Regions from separate parts of the Mus musculus genome. Here region 1 is linked to region 2. Evidence: chromatin contacts called from public Hi-C data. All regions are on one chromosome and are shown on one strand. The core of a region is the stretch at or near the end of the contact, and the rest is flanking DNA. Distances in the headings are between cores, read along the strand shown.

Evidence for each region. Hi-C and Micro-C count contacts between places; a contact is called where the count stands out from the background.
Region 1: a Hi-C map of neutrophils shows a contact between it and region 2, with 7 times the contacts expected there. The contact joins two enhancer-like sites. A contact is called at or near these places in 1 of 15 datasets of contacts at CTCF or cohesin (the NIH/3T3 cell line), 3 of 484 Hi-C or Micro-C datasets (epidermal suprabasal cells, neutrophils and pancreatic cancer cells) and 2 of 115 datasets of contacts at active chromatin or transcription factors (the NIH/3T3 cell line and embryonic stem cells).

What each region holds. Positions count from the first base shown.
Region 1 is chr10:44,066,672-44,073,694 of GRCm38.p6, forward strand. The region is part of intron 1 of Crybg1 (crystallin beta-gamma domain containing 1); the gene reads right to left. Among named protein-coding and RNA genes, the nearest start is that of Crybg1, 79 kb to the right of the region's middle. Within about 2 kb of position 2,605, at least 102 of the 459 cell types and tissues checked have an H3K27ac peak or open chromatin away from gene starts, as enhancers often do. A contact at or near this core is called in neutrophils, where this site is marked.
Region 2 is chr10:43,681,617-43,687,729 of GRCm38.p6, forward strand. Gm40632 (a long non-coding RNA gene) reads left to right here. Exons shown (of 3, transcript XR_871613.2): 3 at 1-1,234. Among named protein-coding and RNA genes, the nearest start is that of Gm40632, 8.9 kb to the left of the region's middle. Within about 2 kb of position 2,840, at least 63 of the 459 cell types and tissues checked have an H3K27ac peak or open chromatin away from gene starts, as enhancers often do. A contact at or near this core is called in neutrophils, where this site is marked.

The DNA of each region.
Region 1 (7,023 bases), core at 1,355-3,854, 380 kb after region 2:
GGCTTGGAACACTAATTTGTTCAACCACCTACCCATCATGCACTTCAGAAGCCATATCCAACTGAAGCGGTCACCCATGAGGTCAGATCCTTGAGTTTTGGTCCTTTTACCCTGTCATTAATTTGGGCATATCTCTTACCGGATGTTATAACATTGTTTTATGTCTGTGTACCTGAAAAGCGTTCATAGTCACCATGGTATGATTCCGATCCGAGGGATGAAGGGTGGATGCTAAAGGACTAGGAAAGTCCTCTGTTTAAAAAGTCCACAGGAAGAAACAAGCCCTCTCCCTGCAGGTGGTGGTGACTTGGGACCATTCAGGGAAATAGGCAGAGAAATGACCGAAAAGAAAGCAGAACAAACACACAAGAGCAACTGGAATCTAAACATATTGATGCACTGCTGACTTACTCGGTCCAATACCAGTTTTATCTCTGAGCTTTTGTGTTAGAAATACCCTATTCTTTAAGCCATTTTGAATTACCAAAGCATTGAAATTAAAACAAGCATTTATAGACTCCCTGCCCCCCCCCCCCCAATCATATGGTTGAGGCTGAATAAAGTAGAGGAAGATTTCTGCTTTTAATGAAAACTACCAGTGAGGTGGGAAGAGAAGTAGCAACTCAATGCCTCACGTTTCACAGGAGCAATGGAATCTTCTGAGAATTTCTACAGTATACCAAGGGTAAAGAGACAAATGGGAGAATGTTTTAGGATTCGGAAAAGTGCAAATCAGGGAGGTAATACCCGAAAGGAAGCCCTGTATGAGAATAATGCGCCTACTTTAGCTGTTGTTTTGTTTTGTTTTGTTGTTTGAGTGAGGGTTCTCACATAGCCCAGGCTAGCCCCGAACTTCCTATATCATCACGTATGACCCTGATCTCCTGATCCTTCCGCCTTTGCTTCCCAATTACTTGGACTGCAGGCAGCACCACCATGCCAGGCATGGGCATGACTGGGAGAAGTCTCTCCTATACAACTTTAACAAAACAAAACATTATTCTTTGCACAACAAAAGATGAGAAGGGACATTAGAAGCGGTGTTTTTTTTTTCCTCCCTTCTAGACATAGCAAAGAAAGAGAATTGTGTCAGTGTAGAAAGGAATTGAACTAAAGGATCTCATAGGGCTGTCATCGTGAGGTATTCTATAATCCTAGTTCCAGGAAGTGGAGGAGGAAGGACTCCGAGTTCAAGGTCACCTGGGTTTGCATAGTGGAACCCCAAGGAACAGAGATGAAATTGTATGATTTCTTTAGTTAGAACGTAACAGATCTATCTCATGCAACATTTGATACTATATAAAAATCATCTTGGGCTACATAGAGAAGCTCTATCAGAAAAACAAACAAAGTAAAAGAGTTCTTCAGGCAACTCTTTAATAATTTACACACACATACACACACACACACACACACACACACACACACACACACACACACACACACTGGAGAATAACAGCTGAGAAGCACCCGACAGCTGAGGAGGTAGGAAGACTTACGCAGATACACCTTTCATAAAGCCTTTCTTCACAAGCTCTTCTCTATCCCTAACCATCTGCCCTCTGCTCACAAATATGCCAAGAGGAATAGGAAGCGAGAAAAGACACCCACACCCTGAAACAGTATCATTTCTTATAAATTGGGGCAGTAGAGCAAAATTGTATAGATAGTCTACTGTCCTTAATACTGATCTTTGGAGTAAAATATATATATTTATTTATTGGAGATTGAAGAGATGAAAATGTTCTCGTGTGCCCCCTATGAGAGTGAAGGCAGGTGTCCAAGAACTGAGCTGTCTCTTCTATTGCACCATCCATGTTAAATGGTCCAAAGATGGCAAAGCTGTTTGTTCTTTCTACATATTTTGCTTGTGAGCCAATCCTTGCCTGTTTATAGTACAGGATCCTTTCCCCTCTAAGTAACCCAAAATCTAGCTCAGAGAAACCAATAAAAAAAAATGTTTATTAACATATAAACTAAGAAGAGCTCCTGAGCTTAATCAGTGAACTCAACTGCTTCTAGATTCTGTGGCTTCTCCAGTTCCAGACATCACAGAAATGCCAGGCTATCTTCTTGTGCATCTTCCTCAGAAATGAGGAAATATCCCAAAAGCCATTTCTTGTCACATGTCATTACACGACAAACCAGTTCCTGGACCTGCTCCTTTGAGCCTGGAGCCTGAAGGACACTGTGTCCATTCAGAGAACAGACATCTGACAAACCTAGGATTCTATTAGGAAAGAATGAGTGGGGAGAGGCAAAAACGGATGCTCTCTACCTGCTGCCCGGCTTTCTCGTGAAACAAGCTCCCCACACTTACTGTAACACTGATACAGGTAGAGTCAGGCCATGTTTATGACTGAATCTGAGGCATCGAAGTAGAAACCCATGTGATTTAGGCCTCACAGTAGGCTGAACCCAGGATGCCTGTCTGCTTGCTCCTTTCACTCATGGTATACACTAGTAAGGCTTAGCATGGACCCAAGGGTTGATTCTGTTTGGTAAGCCTGTACTCGTGATCTCCCGGACTCAAGATACACACCGTCCTGAGGCAGGTCTCTTATCAGTGGCCAGAGGAGGAGAGAGCTATCGTTTGCAGTCCCAGGGAAGGGCCTGGCCTAGTGCTCTTCTGAAACAGGAAGTGCTGTCTGAGGCACACTCATTACTTCAGACCTGCCTCTGAGGGAGGAGGAGATACCAGTGACTTCCCTTTCCTCATGACCCAGATCCAAACAGCAGCCACGCACCTGGCCACTCCAATCATCATCTCACACGCTGCTCCAGGACTTAGGTGAGCGGGAATGAAAGGCCAGGAGATGTGTGGGCCCAGAGGTCATCATGAGGCAGGCTTAGCTGCAGGGCAGCCTTTCACACACCTCAGATGCTCCTATCACCTGTAAGGACTCCTCACTTCCTCTAGATGCCTCAGCCACAGTAAAGTTATTGTACAAGTGTTTATCCTAAAACACAGTGCCTTCAATCCCAGCACCCAGGAGTCAGAGGCAGAGGCAGGAGAATTTCTGTGAGTTCCAGGTCAGCTTGGTCTAAATAATGAGTTCCAGGATAGCTACAAAGTGAGACCCTGTCAAAACGAAAACCAAACAAACACAACACAACACAACACAAAACAAACCCACAACCCCAAGACTGTAGGGTAATGGCCTAAAATACAACCTACAAGATGGTTTCTTTCTACTACATAGAAAGAAAACACTGGGAGTCATGCAGAAGCTTTATAGATTCTGGGAATCTTATCACTGTCATCTATCTAGCCATGCCAGATATCAACATGCATAAAAAGGAACAAACCCACACCCCCACCTCTGGAGGTCTGTGAGGCCTAGGGCTATAACACACTCAGTTCTGAAGAACAGTTGCATAAGGACTAGACACTTAAAATCTCCCTAGCCTAAAAGCCAACCTTGATAAATGTTTGCAACAGCAAAAGCCAATTGGAAAGTTGGGTACTTTTTCATGCCTAATGAAGTAAATTTTAGTTTCACTCCTAACAATTAGGCTAGAGGAACCATAAGAAAGGCTAAATGTTGCCAGGCAGTGGTGGCACACGCCCTTAATCCCAGCACTTGGGAGGCAGGGGTAGGCAGATTTCTGAGTTCGAGGCCAGCCTGGTCTACAGAGTGAGTTCCAGTACAGCAGGGCAATACAGTGAAACCCTGTCTCGAAAAACCCAAAATAAATAAATACATAAATAAATAGGCTACAATAGAGCAAGGGAGGATTTGTGAGAGAGTTTGGAGGGAAGAAAAGAATGGGGGAAATAATATAATTATATTGTAATCTAAAATAAAAGCTATTAAAAAAAATAAAACAGTCATTACTGGACAACAATCGTTTTGGTTAATAAAACAAAATTAAATCCTCTAAAACTGCCATCTTGCAATGGAGTCTTAACAGAACCTGTTTATTAATTTGATAATTATAATAATTTCTAAATTTTTTTCTTTCTTCTCATGAGACAGAGTCTCACTGTGAAGCATTGGCTGGTCCGGAACTCACTATGGAGACCAGGCTGGCCTTGAACTCCTAACACTCCATCTGGTTCTGTGTGCTTCATCATACTGGGCTTAATTAAAGTCTTTCCTGTTTCCCTTTTAAGGGGCAGATATTACTCTGCCTTAGTCAATATTTGTTAAGTGCTTGCATTTACTCAGGGTCATGGCTAAGAGTGGGAAACAGCTGTCAGCTCCTTTCACTTTATCCTTCCTGTTTTCCTTCATTTGAGTTTCTTTTGCAAAACCAGAGAGACCATCTCCCTGCAATTGATTTTGTTAAAAATAATGGTAAGGTTGTATCCTTGCTAGTGAATCCTCTTATGTTAGAGAGCCACATACCTTTTCTCAGAAAAATCCCTGAAGCTTACGTAAAACAGTGTTGGGCTCTTTAAAAAAGAAAACAGCCCAGTACAGATAGGTAAGGGGTGGGAATCCTCAGCCTGTGGCCCACACTTCTGCTGTCCTCCTAGCTCCTGGAGCAGACAGATGTGCACTGCTTTGTGTTATAGTGGGTAGGGATTAATGCAGAGCTCAAAGTGCCCGAGTAAGTGCCTGGGACTGGTTATAGAAGTGGCTCAGCTAGGCTCACAACCAACACAGCTGCATTGACTGACGGGGCGTATAAACTGATGCTGTACTGCCCTCTGCCGTCTGAACAAGTATTATTAGTGAGTTCTCCTAACCTTATAGTTATTGAAAAGGAAGTTACCTAAAGGTACCTCTGTGTGCATCAAGGCATTTCCCAGTTAGAGCCTGAAACAGTATATAATACAGCCACTCTTATGAACAAGACACTGGTTAGAAGTGAACATAAATGTACTGGCTACACACACACACACACACACACACACACAAGGGCAGGGGAGAATGTGGTATTTCTTTAGTTCAGCTGCTAAGTGGTAGAGAAAAACCTTCTGGGTAGGACCACCCCCTCTAACATTAGACTCTATGTTAGATTATGGCCCCACACCCGCAGATAATACCAGATCTGACCTTGAAAATTCCCCTGGGGATTACTTGATGTAATCTATTCGGTACAGTCTTGAAAAGACACTGTGCTTGAGAAATCATGAGACTGACAGAACATGGAGCCTGCTGGTTAGCCACATGTGGAACTGGGAGGCAGGCTCCTGGAAAAGCCTCACAAAGACATATCTAATAACAAAATCTGGATAGATCCAGGTAGATCCTATATTTAACAAAACAGAATGGAAATCTACTTCTCTTATAGGACCAAAGGTTTTAGATTTACAAAGTGGGTTTGTATTTCAAAAGCAACATCGTTTTCAAATCGATTTTTCTCAGCCAACGAAAGGGAGGACTGTAACAACATACACTCTTGGATTTCAGAGCATTTCAGGCTAGCCGTTGGGCAGCGAAGCGAGTTATGTCACTTCTCCAGGCCTCAGTTTCCTCATCCAAGGTCATAATCAGATTGTAAAAAGGAGTTAAATAATTAGCAACCGTTCATAAAGTGTGTGTGTGTTTGTGTGGGTACCTCATAGATCCTCAAAAGGTTGGCATTTCCTGAGTAAGAATTTGGAAGATTGCATGTGGGTAGCACTTTGAGGAGGCACATTTGTCAGAAAGAATGTCTAGCTGCCCAATCACCCCATTTTGCAGATGAATTCACAAAGGCTCAGAAATGGTTACTCTTCACCTTCACTGGCCTAGATAAGATGAATAATTCTAATTCCAAATGAGCCTTGTGATCGCAAAGCCCCCAGTTGGATGGGGGCGTGGAGATCATTTATACGCTTAATCAAGTTTCAAAAATTCCAAACATTTTCAACATTGGTGTCAACAGTGGCAACAGAAAGCCCAAATTGCCATCTAGTGGTTGTATAAGTATGCCAATCCACTTGTCTTTAGCTTTTGCAACTTTTTTCCTAAAAAGTAAGGTTCCCTGACAGCCTAACTCTCAGATGGCCTCTACTCACTCCCTTGGGTACACTGATGGACATAGTGACTTGAAGACAAAGAACATCTCTCGATGCACTATGGGGACAGAAATGCCCAAGTGCCCCTCATATTTAGCCAGTACAGTGCAGAATGTCTCTCTACCCAAGGCTTGGGACCATTGCCTGAATATATTGTTGAAATCTGGTGTTCCTGTGAAATCACCCTGCCTGTGAAACTTAGCCATCTTTCCGAGGACTGATGCTATGGGAATTTTAGATGTTAGGGATCGCTCGGCATGATTAACCAACTATGAAACCCACCTTGACCCAGGCTAGTCTCACAGGAAAGAATGACCCCATTCTAAGCAAAAACAAAGACAAGTGGAGGCCAAGGACCACACAAGCCCAGAACCACCACACTGGGCTCCAGAGCGCTGAGGAGCCCTGGGGAGGGGCTCTGCTTATCAAGAGACTTGAGTTTCATTTATGGCTGTACATACTCTATCCACAGCAGTTGGAAGACCATGCCCACCCCACCCTCAGCTTCCCTTTCTAACATACACATTGAACAAGTTTACCTTATACTTGTCAAAATATAAATGGAGGCTTTTGATTGCTCAAAGTGCCCTTTTAAGGCAGCTCAAATTCCCATAATGGGGATTTGACAGCATATGTACTCCCCAAAGAAAGACTAGTGACTATATTAAGTTCATAAATAATAAATCGAAAATGTAGGGGAAAGTATTTTAAATTGCTATCTCTAATTTTGTTTTTTGTTTTGTTTTTGTATTTATGTTTGTGTATGTGCCATGGAGCACAGGTGACACTCAGAGGACAACTGTCAGGACTGTTCTCTCCTGCCATTGTGGGATCCAGCGACTGAACTCAGGTCATCACAGTTGGTGGCAGCACCTTTACCTGATGAGCTATCCTGCAGGCTCTAGATTGCTATCTGTAACACAAAACAATTAGAGCATGGTGGGCCAGGCAAGGAGGAAGACACCTGGTAAACCATGGTTATAGGATGGAGGATAGAGAGGTTACCCTTCAAATAGCCAGAGGTAGACCACAGGTGTCCTGCTCCAATCAATTCAACCCTAACCATTTAT
Region 2 (6,113 bases), core at 1,590-4,089:
ACAAAATCTTATTAGTCTGTTTACCCCTCCTGGCATTATCCGATGCATGTGTGTTTAACTGAAACAAAGACTAAAAAGAATCGTCGCATTTTATAAAAATTAAAATTAATAACAGAGAATGTAAGGATATAATAGGGAAAAGAAGTGTGGAAAATCTGGACCAAGCTGTCGACAGCAGTTGCCTGTAAGGAGGGAGCGTGTGACATCTTGTGTTCTGTTGTTTACATTTCTCTAGTATTTGAATTTCAAATAATGAAAGTTTGATGTTTTCTTTTTATATTTATTTTAATAAGGAAAACAGCTAGTGGTGGGGAGAAGGGTGTGACACTGTGACAGAGCTTTCGCCTAGTTTGGGCCCCAGGTTTGCTCTCTAGCACCACAAACCACTACAGCAAACAGCACTGACGTTAACTCTAAGTGGTGGGTGGAGCTTGAGGACCCAGTTAAGTACAAGACGTGGGCTTGCACCACCTGCCCACCCATTGTCCAGGCTGTCAGCTACTGGCCACATGTGACTGCTCAGCCAGGGAACTGTGACCACTGCAGCCAAGAGATCAACTCTTAAGTTATACTTAAATAATTTTATAATTAAAAATGAATATTTAAATGTTTGATTCAGTTACTGGAACAGTTTGGAGCATGGTTTGAACCTAGGAATGAGAATCTACTTTTTCCAGTATAAGACTCACAACATCTGTGTTTAGACCAAGTTTTTAGCAAAAAATATCACATCCAAACTTGATATTCTAGAAAAACAAAATTAAATATTTGTTAAGAAAAAATCATTATTGATGTTTTTATTAACTATATATTTTGTAGTATTTTGGATGTATAATACTAAGTTAATTTATGAAATGATTAACTTTGTCTATTTGTGAAAATGTAGCTAGCTACTAGAAAAACTTTAAATTGAACAAATGATTCAAATTTCATTCCTGTTGGATCATTAATTTGAGGAGACTGGAGGAGGCGAAAGGCTTGAGAAGTGGGAGCAGCAGGGGGTCGGGGAAGGGTTTGACTGACTCATAGAATCTGCTCTAACCTGGGGTTGATGCACTAGAAAGAAGAACTGTATGTGTGAATGGCAAGGGTCAGTTTTCCTGAGCTATGGCCTCCCCAGCCAGCCTCTGTTTCTGCATGTCTCTGGCTGCATGTCCAGCAAGTCTCTGTTTCATATACACAAACCATACACAAAGACATCATACACACAAACTATATACACATAGACATCATCCATACACACATATACCATACACATAAACACACACCATACACAGACATCATATACACACACACCATACACATAGACACACACATCATATACACACATATTATACACACACATCATACACATTGACACACGCATATACGCATACACACATACACCATACACACACACACACAGTATACACAGGCACACACATCATACACACAGACACACACACCATATACATAGACACACCTGTGTCACTGTTCTACCTGGCAGCTGCCACCTGAGTCGGGACACTCATCACTCTACTCCGACAGCCTCAGTTTCTCCATGTTTCATCCAGGTAGCCTGCACTCAGGTGTTTTTTATATAGAATGTTCTAGAAGCAAGAGGAACCAGGACCCCTTCCTGAGAAGTGGCTGCCAGAGGCATTGTGCTGGCCTGTACCAGGAATGTTGCTCTTTGACGGAGCCATGGAGCAAGGGTCTCTTCACAACAGTCACTTGGCTCCAATGCCCCTTAAAGCTCTTACAAATTATTGCAGGCATTAGAGAGCTTTAGTGTGCATGGGCTATACTTATTGATATCTACTATTCAAAATCAAAATGAGACAACAACAGAACAAGGAAAGCAAGCACACTCCAGCATTCATAAGCACTGTGAGGACATCGTGTGCAAAACTGCAGTGCACACCAATGAGAAATGAAAAGTCAAACAAGGCTGGGAGGCAGCCCAGTTGGAAATGTGCTCGCTGCGCAAGCATGAGCATCTGAGGCTGTGGCCCTGCGCCTATGTGAAACACACGAATGCCGCACTGTGTGCCTGCACACAGTCAGACTAGCTGAATAGCCGAGTTCCTGATTAGTGAGAAACTGGAGACCGGGCTGGAGAGATGGCTCAGCAATTAAGAACACTTGCTGTGCTTTTAGAAGAAGACCCAGGTTCAGTTCCCAGCACTTACATGATAACTCACAACCATCTATAACTCCAGTTTCAGGAGATCTGATTTCTCTTCTGGCCTCTGCTGGGACTAGTCACACACTTGGTGTATAGACATGCATGTGGGTAAACCACTCACATAGTTAAAGTGAAATTAAAATTAAAAATAAGGTGATAAGCAATAACAAGAAGACACCTGATGTTGCACACACACACACATTATACAGACACACCATACACAAAGACTCCATAGACACACACACAAACACCATACATATAGATATCATACACATACCATATGCATAGACATCATACACATACACCACATACACACACACACACACACACACACACACACACACAGAGACATCATACAGACACACCATACACAAAGACTTCATAGACACACACACAAACACCATACATATAGATATCATACACACACCATATGCATAGACATCATACACATACACCACACACACACACACACACACACACACACACACACACACACACACACACACCACACGGGTTCTTGACACCACCCAGAGTGCTGTCTTTGAAACAGCCTAGTGGAAGGCTGAAGCTTGTCGTCTCCTCCCCCAACACACACCACACCCCTGGCCCCACCTGCCTCTACCTGGGCTGCCAAGCCAGCGGGAGCTCAGAAGAATGCAGCCCCACCAGGCGCCTCTTTTCTTTGCCCTGAGGGAAGGCATGTGACTCCTGACTGGGGCCCAAAGCTCCATTCCCGGTCCTCAGGCAGTGCTAATGTGTTTGTGGGAACTGCTTCGGAGAAGATGAGGCTCTTTGGAAATGGAATTTGGAGTGAGATCCTTTTTAAAGGCTCGGTTCCATAGAGCCAAGGGAAGGCCTTCCGAGGGTTAGCAGGCCTCACAGGCCTCACAGGGGACGGGCACTGGGAGCCCAGCACGTTCCTGCACCTCTTCTCTGTTTCTGACTGAATCTTACTCTTGGTACCTGGCATGCAGTAGGGGACTCACAGCATTCTGACCTGGGTTTTGTGGATGAGGCAACCGAGGCTCAGAGAACTCTGCTCACAAACCATGTCAACACAGCAGGAAACTGTGCAAGAACACTCACTTCTGCCTCCTCGGTGGCCACAGTTTAAACAGTTTGCAGTAACCACCCAGGAGCCCACAGCTAAAGGGCTCCTTTAACTTTCACTTCTAAAAACAGACAGACAGACAAACAAACAAACAAACAAACAAGCAAACAACCCAAACCTAGATGGGCAGTGGTGGCATGTGCTTTTAATTCCAGCACTCTGGAGGCAAAGGCAAGCATATCTCTGTTAGTTCAAGGCCAGCCTGGTCCACAGAGCTAGCTCTAGGACAGCCAGGACTATACAGAGAAAACATGTCTCGATATAATAGTAATATAAAATAAAAATAACCTTTACTTCTAACATTTTAGGAGATCTGACAGAAAAATGTGTTGGGCTAGAAACTGGGACACATGACTTTTTTTTTTTAGTTTTTAAAAAATTTACATTTATCTACTTGTTTATTGTGTATGTATGTGTATGTGTGTGTGGTGTCTGTGTTGTGATGTGTATGTGTATAGTGTGTGTGTGTGTGTGTGTGTGTGTATACTCCCCAGAGCGCTCGAGCACAGGTGTACTCACCTGCGGGTTGATGCCACAGTATGCCCGTGAAAGTCACAGGGACAGCTTGCAGGACTTGGCTTTCTTCCTGCCCATGGGAGTTCCAGGGATGAAGCTCAGATCACCAGACTTGTCTGCAAGCTCTTTTGTCCACTGGGCCACCTCACCAGTTGCCTTTATTTGAATTCTTTATGAAGTTTTACAGTGCAAAATTAATCTGACCCACGTTCCCATTTCCATGATCCCTTAGAAGTGAATACTGTGTGTAGGTCAGAGACATGACCCAGGACATAAGCCCATACTTAATCTTTCTGTGTCTCTGACTCTGTGTGTGTCTCTAACTTGCAAATCGTTGACTCTTTCAAGTTTCCTTAGTAAAAATGTTTGGACTAGTTTCTTCTCTTCTTTTCTGTTTAACCTCACACCCTCCCCTCCAACATCCCCCCAAAACTTCCTGAAATGATTGCAGATTCCCCCCCCCTAGACTCCATGCTAAGCAGGGGTGATGGTGTCTCCTCCTCCATCGTCTTTCCTGGTGGATCATTGCAATGGTTTTCTTCTCAATGCCATGGCTACATACTTGCTAACAAAGCAACTCCAGGGAGCAGAGGTTTGTTTTACCTCATGGTGAGGGATGGAGCCCTTCCTGGCAGGCAGACTTGGTGGCAGGATCCTGCTGGTCAAGAAACAGAGGCAGCAGTGTTGGTTCACATTCTCCTTTTCTGTTTTATTCGGTTTAGGGCTCCTGACCCTGGAATGGGCTGTCCTTATTCAGGATGGGTTGAAATCTCTCAGTTATCGTCTCTGGAAATAGCCACAACAAAAGGTGTAGTCCACTAACGCCTTAAACATGTCTTAATCTGACCAAGATGGCACACAAGCATCTGTCTACGGCTGTGATCAACCTGCTGGGCTCCTCTTCCTGTAGACCTAAAACCTGCTACTCTCCTGGCAAAAGATGGGGGCAGCTGGATACAGAACATTTTGGAGGAGGGAACAGGCGAGGAGTAGGAGAGTCAAAGCACAATGGAGAAACAAGACTTGTAGAGAGATGGAAGGTACCAAGGCCAGCCCGAGAGTGAAGTGAGGACTTAGGAGACCTGTTTAGGCTGCCTCGGCAAGGCCTCTTCTCTTTCAAGTCGATGGGTAGGTGGTACTTGTTAATGGCCTTAATGATCAGCCCTCTTGAACTCATTCAGGGCTCACTGTCCTCAGGGAATCAGCTAGAGCGCAGCACAGTTACAGGCACCCGTCAAACAACAGGCTCTGCCTCACCAGGGTGTCCTCTGGGCCTCCGTTTCCTTTCTTGGAAAACCAAGCCTTAATGATCTATGTGGTCATGCTGCTTCCTCAAATGATAAACATGTCCCAGGAAGCTCTTAATGGCCGGGAGCCTGCTGCAAACTTATTCTCTTAAAACGAGGTCATTATCGGCTCTTCTATCTCAGGAGCCATTAGGAAAGTTTCAACAGGAGCCTTGTACTGAAAAGTGAAAACCTCAGCTGTGTCTCCTATGGAGCTATGGATACAACTTCATTTTTTTTTTTTCTGTCTTGAACCAAAGTTATTATCACATCCTTCCCTGATTGTTAGAGCAACCCAAGAGATGCTGACTGGTGTGTATACATGTGTGTGCATATGTGTGTATGTGAGAGAGAAAGCCACCACCTGTGTGAGTATGTATGTGTGTGCAAGAGACAGCCACTCACTTATGTCTCTGTGTGTGTGTGTGCATGAGAGAGCTGCTCGTGTGTGTGTGTGTGTGTGTGTGTGTGTGTGTGTGTGTGTGCGCGCGCGCGCACGCGCATGTGTGGAGGATAGAAGCCTGAGTTGGTATCTTCATCACTTTCTAACTTACTTTTTTGAGGCAGTGTCTCTCATTAAACCTATTATAGCCCCCTTTTTTGGCGAGGTGCTGAGGTCACAGTGCCAATGCCCCTGACCTTTTCTGAGGCTGCTAGGGCTCTCAATTCCTGATTGTGCTGCAAGCGCTTACCCACTAGACCACTCTCCAGTCCTGACAAGTACAGCTTTGTTTTTCATGTCATAATTGTTTCTTGACAGACCTGGATGGTGCTGTCATGCGATCCTTCCCTCCATGTTTGGTTTCCACAGTACATATATGAACAAGATTATTTCTCTGTGAAAATACTTCAGGGTCTTTTCTCAAGTTCCCCCCCACCCCCACCCCCCACCCCCGCCCCGGGCTTCAGCTCAGTCCTTTGATATTCAAATGATCTCCTTTGAAGCCCCTATCAGCATCACTCTGGGTGTTGTCTCCTAGCTATTAACAGGGTACCTTTCCTAGAGTCTCCTTGCTTCTGAATTTGGTAGTTG